2 separate regions of the Triticum aestivum genome follow, and region 1 is linked to region 2. The links are chromatin contacts, called in public Hi-C maps. All regions are on one chromosome and are shown on one strand. Each heading gives the region's core, a stretch centred on a gene start, on an enhancer-like site or on the middle of the called end of the contact. The rest is flanking DNA. Distances are from core to core; before and after follow the strand shown. Region 1 holds the start of LOC123051991. Region 2 holds the start of LOC123051973 (phragmoplastin DRP1E).

Evidence for each region. A called contact is a pair of places that touch in the nucleus more often than the background predicts.
Region 1: a contact with region 2 is called in a Hi-C map of leaf, with 7 times the contacts expected there. The contact joins the promoter of LOC123051991 here to the promoter of LOC123051973 in region 2. A contact is called at or near these places in 3 of 5 Hi-C or Micro-C datasets (all in leaf) and 1 of 1 datasets of contacts at active chromatin or transcription factors (leaf).

The regions. Positions count from the first base shown.
Region 1 is chr1A:378,698,517-378,705,061 of IWGSC CS RefSeq v2.1, forward strand. LOC123051991 reads left to right here and starts at 3,865. Exons shown (of 1, transcript XM_044475008.1): 1 at 3,865-5,392. The coding sequence starts at 4,169. The coding sequence ends at 5,014.
Region 2 is chr1A:378,515,812-378,521,993 of IWGSC CS RefSeq v2.1, forward strand. It overlaps LOC123051973 (phragmoplastin DRP1E), which reads left to right and starts at 4,622. Exons shown (of 15, transcript XM_044474992.1): 1 at 4,622-4,944; 2 at 5,060-5,123; 3 at 5,221-5,328. The coding sequence starts at 4,798. It also overlaps the pseudogene LOC123134567.

The sequences.
Region 1 (6,545 bases), core at 2,615-5,114, 180 kb after region 2:
TAAACAATGGAACCCGTCAGTGATGTTTTCATCAATCACTCACAATTGTATACCAGCAATCGTTTGCTCACAACACACACGGCTTGTTAGCAGTGATCGTCTGTGTTGTTATCGGTCTTCCACACGTCTCCGATTACAGACCTATTTGCCTCATATCATACACATCTTGTTCATTTGAACCGTTTTTGTTCTCATGTCTCAACACAAACAGTTCATCCGAGTGAACCGCATGCCGTATACCACACACACCTTTGATCTGGCTGACCATTCCTTTTGTGTTGCCTAATCACAAACAGTTCATCCGAGTGAACCGTATGCTGTGTATCACACACGCCTTCATCTGGCTGCCTGTTTCTTTTGTTCCTCCTCATCGCAAATAGTTCATTGAACTGAACCGTATGCCCTTCATCGCACACGCAAATAAAACCTGAACCGTGTTTGATGCATCCGTCATCGCAAACGTTTTACACATTTCTGACGGTTTTCATATAGCACCGTTTGCGATTATTGCATCGCACACAGTTTCTCGAAGGGTCTCTGATCATAGTGTCGCGTTAGCAACATCCTGTAGTAGTGTTGCGTTGATTCTTCTTCCCCAAAATCACATATGATCCAAAATAAATCTCCGTAAATTTTTATCATGTGGACTTCGTTTGATATGGATATTCTACAAAACAAAAAACATGCAACAAACATGAACTGTCACTGGGCACTGGATCAATATGTTAGTTCCAAAAATAATATAAAATGTTTTCAAAAGTATATGAAAGTTGTAGAATATTGGCATGAAATAATAAAAAATTATAGATACGACAGAGACATATAACACACCTTTGTCATACAAAGTCCGGTTTCGATGATCTTGCGCTCGTTTTAAAGCTTTGGGAAAACACAAGATCCTCACATAGAGAACCAACCAAGATAAAAAAACATGCAAAGGTTTGAGCTCTCTACATGCGACGTGATCCAACTACTTGCCCGAAACTCCCTCTTGATAGTGCGACTATCAAACCTATAATCCGGTCTCCCACCAAGAACCATGAGACCGGAAAATCTAGGAAAACCTAGCTAAGTTACATCTTTGCCTTGCACATTCCACTTGAGCTTATTGATGACGTTAATGCTTGCCTCCAGTTGGAATCCTGTTCTTGACCACAAACACTTGGTGAAAGATATTTGAATTACTTCCCCATATTGCAACGAGGGAAGCCTTCACTTAAGCACATATTCACATGTACATAATCACAATTTGGACCACAAGCTTCAAAGCATATAACCTCCGGCTTTTCATCTTGCACTTGCACACCTCAAAAACGATGACCATCACCACTTGATGTCACCGTCACATAGCCTACTCAACATCTTTCTTTTGATGCAATCCCCTGAGAAACAACTAACCCACATAGACATAGCAAACACATAGCATGGGTTACTACACAAAACACAATTCACAATTACTTATCATACCACTAGATCACTTGATCCCACAAGGTACATTGTTTGCGCTTGTGTGTTGACAATCTAGATACAATCTTCAAGCTTCATCTTGGTCAACCAACATCTCTTCATGCTCCATATCGGTTTCTTGAAAGCCATAATGAACTCTTCATTTTACTTCATTGCTTCAAGACTAGATCACCAAAGACTCTTTCATGACCATATCAAGTTTCATCATGAACATCATATTGTTCATCACTTGCTCTTCTAAATGCCCCATTACAAACTCTTGAGAGGCACAACTCTAGTTTCTTGTTTCAAGACATGATCAACCAAAACCCAACACATTAGCTCATCATGATCTTCTCTTGGTACCATAGCTTGAATTCTTCTCTTTAATTATACTCTCAAGACCTTGATCCTTATAAGCCCAAATGTGTCAACCTTTGAGATCCTCTGGTGAACTTCACCTTGAACATATTTGGTTAGACATTGAGATAAATCTTGATGACTCCATTAGATACATCCAAAGACCAAGTCGTATCCTCACTAGGCAAGAGACCCCTGAGAGTCAAACCCTAGGCCCTGTGGCCCAAGGGGCATAGACCCCATGCACACGGGGTATCCCGAGAGTTTAACACCCCTGACCCCGTGTGCACGGGGGTTAGGAAGCCCGTGTGCAAGGGGTGTCGAGAAAGATTTCCATGGACACCGTGGGCACGACCCCTAGACCCCGTGTGCATGGGGTAAGCAAAGAGGATGCCATGAAGACTTCTTCCAGAGGCTTTTGATTCCACTCTTCCCAAATAAATCCAACATGCTTCATGCATAACTATGGAACATTTCTTCATATAAGATACAACGACCTTGATGCTCCATAGGAATTGCCATTCAATACCAAAACTTAGAGAAAATCTTCTTCTTTATGGCAATCAACCTTAAGGCACCACCCATGTAATATTCCTTCAAATATATCTGAGTGAAAGTATTAGTCCATAGAGAGTGTCATTAATTACCACAACACACATAGGGGCTACATGCCCTTTCACATAGCACTTAAGTGGCAAGAGTAAAATTCTTGGGGATTCTGGTTGAGAATCTGTAACGATTGTCCCTAAACTCAATGTGACTCTTGGATTCACCAAAATACCTATAAAGTATAAACTAAGATATCAAAGGAGAAACCCACTTAAAGATATAAAATTAGGGATCAATATTGATCTTTCCACTCACAAATGGGATGCATTTCTCGAAATAAACTTTATAAACTATTAATCCTTTCAATGTCCTTGTCGTTTGATCATCAAAACCCAACAAAGGGACATAAGATGCACTCTCACTCATGGAGGGGTTCGACTTTGGTGTCACGCTGCACAACAGAGCGGTATGGTGTCACTCTAGCGATGTTATCGCCATGATCAGGTCTGAGGAACCCCCCCCCCCCCCCCCCCCGCGCGCCAAAAAAACAACCTGATGAGACTATGGTTGATTGTGTGAAATCCCTCCCAGATTTATCTCTCAAGGTGGTTGACGACAAGTTGAGCATGTGGGCTTGGCTACATTACGGACGTGTGTGGGGTGTTGCAGTAAAATTGATTAGCACGACGTAGGATACGGAAATGAGGGTCCCATGGGGTGACGATCCTCGGGAGAAATCGATATCGGCCAACACTTAATGATGGGTAAAATAGGCGGTTTTTCATGTCCATCAATAACTCCTTGATCTTTTCGATGTTTTTCCAAAAAATGACTGGTTTGCCGCCTACAAAAGAAAGAGAGCTATGACACCTTAACTTCGAACGTCTGGCAGATCCAAAGTAGATGTCTCACCGTTCTTTCCATTTTCCACAACAATTATTTTGAGAATGGGTGGAGTCCACCTACCCCCACCCAGGCGCCTTCGGTTTCCTTTTTCACATTTGTTTGTTTTAGAACCGATCGAGTCAACCCCCTCCCCGCGTCGTCGACTGGGTAGAGGATCCATTTCTTTTTTCACCTTCGTTATTTTGAGAACTGGCGGAGTCCACCCCCTCCCCTTTCCTTCGGCAGAGTAGAGGCTATGTTTCCTTTTCACGACCGGTTGGTGAAAGGGTTCGTTTCCCTTTTTCACGCACGTTCTTTTAGAACAAAAGGCGTACAAAAATAAGATCCGCAATTTATTGAGCACGTAATGATTTTGCTATTCCTAAATCGACCGAGAAAATTAATAGAAAAATCACCGGTTAAATACCATCCGATCTAGACACGAGATACATGCAAGTGTAGACGTGTACAGAAATGTTTTTAACGGTTAAATACCATCCGATCTAGACACGAGGATCTATACTCACTTCACTTGCAACGAATAAAACCGAACGGAGAGATGAGAGGAGGGTGATTCCGTAACGCTAGACGGAACAGCACCGGTGCCTTGGAATAGATAGAGTAGACCAGGGTGCGGCCGGGGCCGTACCGCACCGCACCGTCCCAAATAAATCCATCCGTCCGTCCGGGCATTACAGCATCGCCCAACCACTCCTCCAGTCCCGTCCTCCCTCTCCCTCTCGAGCGAGCGAGCCAACCAAGGCGACAAAAATCCAAGCTGCAGCGCACGCTCCAGCAATCCGAACCCACCCAACCACCGCACGCTCCGCGGATCCTCCTCGTGCCCCGCCCGCGATCTGCCTCCGCGAGCCCAACCGCCCCTCGCCGGAGATGCGCGCCTGGTGATCCGGCGAGGAGGGGAGGGCCGATGAGGTGCAAGCTCCACCCGTACGCGAACGCGCTGGGCGTCTGCGCGCCCTGCCTCCGCGACCGCCTCCTCGTGCTCGCCGCCGAGCGCGACCGGGCCGGGGCCGGGGCCAGCAGCGGCGCCGACTGCAGCAGCAGCAGCAGCCGGGGCAGCTCGCCTGCGCGCGCGTCGCCCTTCGCCGCCGCTCCGGTGGCGCAGCAGCACCGGCGCTCCGACGCCTGCGCGTACACGTCGTCCCGCCACAGCCACAGCCACCGCCCCGAGCTCCTCTTCTTCAGCACGCCGCAGGTCGGCCCCGCCACCCGCGCCGCCGACGACGAGCCCCGGGAGAGCGAGCGGAAGAAGTCCTTCCACCGGAGGCGGTCCTTCCTGGCAACCCTCTTCGGCGGCGGGCGGCGCGGCGGCCGGGAGGAGGAGAGCGAGAGCAAGAAGGACTCGCCCCGGCGGTCCACCTCGTGGCTCTCCGCCATAGCCCGGCGCAAGCGGAGGCCGGACGCGTCATCCTCATCTCTGCCGCGGCCGGTGGACGAGGAGCCGGAGTCCCCAGGAGGCAGCACGAGCAGCAGCTGGTGGTTCCCGTCGCCCTCCCCGGCCAGGCACCATCATCACCCCCAGCGACGCGGCAGGCCGGGCGGATCAGGCGCGAGCGGCGACGGGATCTCGGGGTTCGCGGTGTGCCTGAGCCCGCTGGTCCGCCCCAGCACGGGCGGTCCTCGGCGGCGGTGCCAGCAGCCGGAGCCGTCGGCCCTGGGCGAGAGCCACCGGCGGCACCTGTCGGCCAGCAGCGCGGCGTCCTTCGGGCGCAACACCTCCCGGAAGCTGGCCGACATGGGCAGGTTCCGGTGACGTGGCCGCCGCTCCGCTCCGGCCGGCAAACCGCCTCCTCTTTTCCCCCGTCGGAAATCGTCACCTTGTCCTCCTCCCGCAAAATTTGACCTTCTGCTGATGCGCCGTGCGCTGTCACTGCTCGCTGAGAGACGACGAGAGAAAGATAATCAAATGAAGCTGTTTTGTTTTTGAGTTTCTTGTTTGAACGGGGGCAGAGCAGTTCAGCTGCGGTAGCTTGTGTGAATTACGACGAGACGACCTGGGCTGGGCTGGGGCTCACAGGTCACCTCATTTCTTTTGTTTGAACGTGTGTTCTCTGACCTCTGACGCCTACGACTTCAATTTTGTTCCGCTCTGCCCTCCCATTTATTTACGTGCGGCTGTATCGCTTCGAGAGCTCGTGAGCTGCTGCCGTGCCTGTGGCTGTGTTTTTCCATTCATGTTTCGAATTCTTGGAAGACGAAAGACGACTGTCAGCGGCATTGTTTAGCTGAGTAAGAAGAAGAAGCTTCTCCCGGGCAATGCATGTGTCTGTCAGTATGTTTTATTGTTTTCTAAAAAGTGGATAAAGCATTGTCCTGGACATTGGCGAGGCGAGGGCGGTGATTAGCACTCCTCCCTTGGGAACTGAGATGGCATCGAGCTCGAGTGAGAGAAGCTGGAGAGGGGGAGATGATGAAGGCGCGCGCACGCGCTGCCGGCGGTGCGATCATGAGCATACATAAAGGATAATGCGATGACATCACCATTAGGATGAAAAGGAAAGCAATGGGCGCATCACATCACCATTAGGATGATAATGCGATGCGACGCCATGGCTGGCCGTAACAAAAAGAAAACGCATATCCCTTCTCCTCCGCGACGCGCTACAACGACGTCTCCTCTGTGCTTCCCATTTGTAGTACCCACGTAGCACTATTACTACGTTGTGTGTGTGTGTGTGCGCTCCGGTCATCTAGGCAAGGCAGCACAAAACACCACAAAAGCGGGGGCGCCTCTTTCCTCGCAGCCAGGACTGCAAATTCCCACGCCTTTCTTTGTTTGATCGGACAGCCATGCCAAAAAGAGCCCGTAGAGCACGCGTCCTTGGCCTAGGAACAAGGTCCCCGATTCCTACTCATCACAAAACTACAGCTACACCACTCCAGTAAAAAGACACCAACCAAGCGCATCACAGCACCACTCAAGTGCTATCATCCATGATAATATATCTGCCGCAACGGGCCGAGTAAAAAAATACTCCCTCCGTCCGAAAAAGATTGTCCTCAAATGGATGTATCTATAGTGCTAGATACATCCACTTAAGAAACAAGCTTGGGGTAAGCTTTTTCGGACGGAGGGAGTATACGGTAACGCTAACTGGCAAATGTTTGATGGGAAGGAACTCCCAACGAACACTCTCGGCAGTTTTGGGTGAAAAAATTGTCTTCTCTACGAAGAAATTGTCATGCTAGTCTCAAGAAATTGCCACCCCCCTACTCAAAACAAATAGATTCAAGCAGCACAACAACAAGCGTAGCTACCAGCAAGCAGTGAATAATTCCAACCG
Region 2 (6,182 bases), core at 3,372-5,871:
AAACCCCACTGACAGATAACTAAGGTTGCACCAACATCCTGCAAGTGTTTACAAACAAATCTTTAAGTACTTATATTAAGAAATCAACAATGATACGATGCAAAGTAAAAAAAACTTTGCGCAAAATCATGACTTTGCCCTACTATAAAATACATTGAAATTTTGTAGGCCTTTACCTTGCATTTCTGAACCATTTCATCAAAGTATTTTTGCTCTTGTCCACGCATCGTCTGGAATTTTTCTACAGTGTCAATGTCAACCTTATGCTTTGTATTGGGCTTTGGGGGCTCAAATGGGCAGGTAAGGATGGCAATATTAGCATCCTCGATTCTCTTTGGCATTTGTGGGTGGCTCATATCTTTGTCAACAGCGATTCCGTATATTAGCTCAGTGTCCTCTAGCTTCCCACCAACTTTACCATCTACTTTAATCAAGTCCAAGTTTACATCCTTCCTTTCCAAATCAGCAACAGCAAGGACTGCCCTGACAGCAATCTCAGCAAGCATCCGCTTACAACGGTTAACACTGCAGTTTAAGAATGACGGGTCCAATTAGACAAACGGAGAGAAATATAAACTGAATCTACCCTGCTTCCTAGCAGATCAAAACATTGGTTACATAACTGAGAAGTTAAGAGTGAATATCTTCGACTTACATCTTTGAGGACAGAGTTGTCATGCAGGTCTGCACCAAGGGCTCTATATTTGCAGCAGTGAACTCAAACCTAGTGGAGATATGTTCGAGGTGATCAAAAGCTATCTTGGAAGCCATTTCATATCCTTCGGCAATTCTTATCGGTTGAATACCACGCTCTAGCAGTTTCTCAGCTTGTTCCAGGAGCGACCCTGCCAGGACCACCACCCCGGTAGTACCATCCCCGATTTCATAGTCTTGACTACGGGAAAGCTCCACCATAAGCTTTGCAATCTGGTTGTCAACATCCATTTGCTCCAGGATCGTCGCTCCGTCATTTGCTAAAAAATCATAAGGGAGGTAATTATTCAGAAACCCGAACTTCCCTTATTTTATTATAGGAATAAAATCAAAGTAATTTCCAACGGAACTAACAGCCCTACAGACATCTAGAACTCTGGACAGATACTGCGTAGCACACACCAAAATCCCTAGCCCTCGAAGAAACCGATGCAAGGGCCAGATCGCATGCGAGAACCTTAAGTTTTCCCGCAAAGAAAAAAGAACAGGTGAGGCTAAGATCAGGAAGCAGAGCGGGGAGGGGAGTGAGAGAGTGCGGTGGAACAGTTACTGATGGTGACGTCGCCGTCGGGGGACTGGAGAATCTTGTCCATGCCCTTGGGGCCGAGGGAGGTGCGGAGGCTGCGCGCGACGGCCTTGCCGGCGGCGACGTTGGCCTTGTGCGCGTCGAGCCCCCGCAGGCGGGACTTGCTCTCCTGCTCCCTCAGGATGATGAAGGGCCGTCCGAAATCGTCGAACGCCAGCGCCATGGCCGGCGCCGCCGATGGACGGGACGCGCGCGCGGCGCTTCTAGAAGGGTCGGATCGCACCGGGGGAGGAGGAGGCGGCGCGAGGGCGGCAAGCGGGCGTACCGGCGATCTTTGTCAGGCTTAGGCAAAAAAAAAAACTTCACGAAACATCCAAAAGGATATGGGCTTCATCAATGGATGCGTGGGCCGGGCTGGATAGATGGGCTGGCCTTTTCTATCCCACGAATAAAACCCGAAACCGTTGCTGAAAGGGGGAAAAAACTCATAACCGTGGACGAGATATGCGCGTCGGAGACCCACGTCACCATCCCACGAATCTGTTTGAAGAGCTTTTGAAGCGACCGGTCCACCTGCCCCGTCATCAGCGTGTTTTCTTCCTAAACTACCCTTGTACCTTCGCTGCCAAGCATGATAAGTGTTACACCGACTACACGCTTGCGTGGGAGCTAACGCATGCTTGATTTACTTTATTTTGGAATTTACACATCTTGCTCCGTAGACCATATATGTAGCCTGATTCATTCTCCAAACTGAGCCTCTCTCTTTTTTTCTGCGGGGAACTGAGCCTGGGTACTGTACTATTGTGTCTACACAGACAAAAATCTCATTAAACCACAATAGTGTGACTGAACAATCGACAAAATTGGGGTACAAAAGAAGACCCCGCGTCGATCTCGAGCGAAAACCCTAATCGTCGCCGCAAGCAACACATGTCATTGGGCAAAGCCCACTGGCGGGTCGACGCTGGCGGTTGACAGTTACTGGATTTGTTTCTCACGCGAGCGTTGCTCTGGGCGCGCCCCTCTCGGTGGAGTTGTTCGCCATGGTGATCGACCTTGGTTCGTGGGATTGCCCTTGGAGTGTTGCTCTGGCGAATGTTGAGGAGGCTAGGACGAGAGGCGATGTGGGGGCTTAGCGTAGCCACGTGCGGCAACGCCTAGTAACTGCTCCGCCCGATGGTGAGGTGGTCCTATGCTTCGTGGTGTCTATGGCGTGGCCTAGGCGGTGGTTCCTGGTTATGATGCACTTGGGCTTGGCCCAAATCTGGTTTGTGCTGGCGGTTGGTTGCAGTTTCTCGGGTGGCGGTCTCGGACTTGGTGGTGGCAGCTTCGGCCACGGGGCGGTGCATGTATGGGCGTGGCGGGTCATGGGACCCAGCGGACAAAATTGGAGTTGGCTTGAGGCATGGTTCGGTGGTTAGAGGGTTTGCGGTGGGCGATGTCCCGGTGTAGGGCAGAAGGTGGTCGAGGCATCTCAAGGAGAAATCCTCTTTCCACCTCCTTCAGATCCATCGATGACGGCGCCCACGAGTAGCGTGGTCTTCTTGGAAGCGCCGTTATGGAGATGTTCTCATCACTCTCCCCACATTCTTGGCTTTGAAGAGAAACCTCGTATTCTCTTAATCATGTGATAGATGTGTATTCGCGTCTTTCTCCTCCTTGGGGGCATCATCTTGAAGCCGGCTACGACTAGAAAACCGGTGGTTGGCAGCGGCTTGTCTGTGTGGTTTGTTGAGATTTAGGGCGTCAACGTCTATTCCGGCAACGATGATGGTGTCGATATGAGTTTGGGTCGCCGCTCGAGTCTGGTAGTGGCCTTTTTCTAGCGTGCTTGATGTGTTATTTCGTAGTTTGCTTGGTTGTTGTGGAGTCATTGCTGTAGTGGAATGTGTCCATGTGGTGACGATGACATCCACTCAACATTTGGTGGCTTACCCTCATCACCGTCGTGGCACACAACCGATGTGGTCGTAGCACGCGGACGTTGTGGTCCAAGCTTAGCCACTTGCGGATTACAATATTGTCGGGGGCGCGGTCTGAGCATATCCAACTGATGGCCATAGCGTCGCATGTGGCGATCCCACCATACCCGCCTGTCTATCATAGGATTGTGGGGTGCAGGATCCTAGCATATCCATCTGCTGGGCATAGTGCAGGGTCCCAACATCATCGGGGCATGGTCTCAACATCCCATTTGCGCGTCGTAGCATCACGGAGTGCTGGCCCAGCTTCCCCATCTTCCAGTCGTAGCATATTGTGGTGCCGGTCACAGCTTCCCCCATGACAACTATGGCTCGTAGGCAGAAACGAGAAGAAGAAAAAAAACGCAGGCCAGGTCAGGAGGATGTGGTTGGGATGGGGTCCTGCGCTGGAGGTGGGGTGACCATTGACGACAGAATCTGCGTGGCCGTGGAGGATTCGTGTGTTGGGGAAAGAAGATTGGGTGATGTCGGGAGAAGAATAATGTGACACAAATGGGAATGAGAAGAAGATAGGGGCACAACGGGGGGCATGTGTGTGGAGAGGGAGAGAAAAATGACACGTGTAGGGACAATTGGGAGGAGACTGGCGCCAAATCGAGATCATTTACCAAAAGTATACTACTAGAAAACTTACTTCCTCATGACACATGCAGAGTTTTCCATTCGCAAAAAGGCATTTGCTGTTCATTTCTTTCATGCACTAATAAAACTATTTAGGTTAATTATAAGCTTAAAAAGTAACTATTCAGTTTTAGAAACTACTCAAATTTAAAATTTTGGTGACCAAAGCCGCGACTTGGACTCCTCTTTCTTTTGCGTTTGGCGACTTGGAAAGTTGGAAATATCGTGAGGGGTGAAACTGGCAGTTAAAGGGTATGTCTAGGGCACATTTAGATATGCTCTAATTATTACACATCTAAGTGAGTGAATCAAGCAAAAAGGAAAAAAGAAAAAAGAGAAAGAAAATATTCACACGAATCTCAATGTAAAATCAATGACATATGATTTAGATGTGCAATACTTATGGCACATCTAGATGTACTTTAGGCTAGTCATAGTGGGAGTAACTTAGCAAGTAACATAACGCACTTCGAGAAATTTTTGCTTATGTGACATGTAGTTAATGAGAAGTGGTAATATAATATGTTACTGTAACATAACGTTTTTCAAGACAAGATAAGTCTACAAGCTAATTAATGAAGTCTTCTATGACACTACTACTCCCTCCGTAAACTAATATAAGAGCGTTTAGAATACTAAACTAGTGATCTAAATGCTCTTATATTAGTTTACAGAGGGAGTACTATGTTACTTTACATTATGAAGATAATAATTTAGACTAGTGTCGTATATATATGACACTAGTATAAGTTACTCCCGTTATGACCAGCCTTAGCAAAACCGGCAGTTAAAATACAGGCCGACGAAGCCGATTCTCAATTTCCACGACAGCAACGCCTCTCTGCTTCCTTCGTCCGCAGGGCCTCTCGCGCAGCAGCGAAGCGCCATCTCTCCCCCTCCCCCTTCCCGCGCCTTCTAGAACCTTCCACTCCAACTGCCGGGGCTGCGCAGATGGCGACCATGGAGAACGTGATCGTGCTCGTGAACCGCATCCAGCGCGCCTGCACCGTGCTCGGCGACCACGGCGGGGACGGCGCCGCCGCCTCCCTCCCCGCCCTGTGGGAGGCGCTGCCTTCCGTGGCCGTCGTCGGAGGGCAGGTACTCCCACCTTCGGTCGCCTGTGCTCGCCCCGCCTAGGGTTTTCGTTTCGTGGCTTAATTACCGTGACGCCTGGGTTTGATTTTTCTGCGCCCGGTTGCGTTCGTACGTGCAGAGTTCGGGGAAGTCGTCCGTGCTGGAGAGCATCGTTGGGCGTGACTTCCTCCCTCGAGGCTCTGGTATGGCAGCGAATCCCGCGTCCAGCTCCGACTATTCGAGCTTTTGTGCCGTTTGTTTTGATTGTTTAATTTCGCGGTTGTGCGTTGTGGTTCGAAGGGATCGTGACGAGGAGGCCACTGGTTCTGCAGCTGCACAAGACGGAGGTCGGGGAGCAGGAGTACGCCGAGTTCCTGCATGCACCAAGGCGTCGGTTCACCGATTTCGGTGAGCTCTCTCTGTGCCCGTAATGGATGCCTGATTAGGGGGTTATTCAGGGGTTATGCTTCAAGTAAACACTAGTAGTAATGGATGCCTGATTTTTTAATGCCCGATTTCGGTGAGCTCTCTCTGTGCCCGTAATGGATGCCTGATTAGGGGGTTATTCAGGGGTTATGCTTCAAGTAACTACTAGTAGTAATGGATGCCTGATTTTTTAATGTCTACTGTGATTTGCTGTGCTATTAATAAGTGCAGTGGAATAATATATCTATATGTACCTGCACCTGCACCAGAAGTTGTATTGCTCAATACAAGCTACATATGTGTGATAATATTCAGGCTGTGGGCACTTGATGATGCACTGGCTGTGGAGTGCTATTATATAAAAAAATGTGTGGTTTTATCTATTGCTTATCGATATGGTTGTAATCTTCTACTCCACAAGGATGGGTCAGGTGCAATGGGGAGTTTTTTAGGTAAAGTTCTATGGTCACTCTCTCTAGTCTCCACCCTATGTGGATAGCTCAGACTACATTATGCACTTGACTGTGTTGCTAAGTGTTTAAGACTTTTCCATCAGTGATTCAATGAGTAGGTGTTAATGCTGAGACTGGCAGATTTAAACGATTTTATTTGACCAACCTGCGTCTGGTGCTACCAGTTCAAGTGTTATGTGTTTTTGATCAGGCTGATTTGCATATGGCCACATGTATCCAAAAAACATCACACACATCCATCCTTCAGAAAAAAAATGATGTCCTGAAATGAATTTGGAATAGCTGAAGTATTTTCATTACTGGGAGGCAACTCAAGTTGATCAGATGCTTATTCTGTACATGCTGTTTGTCTGTTTTCTGCAG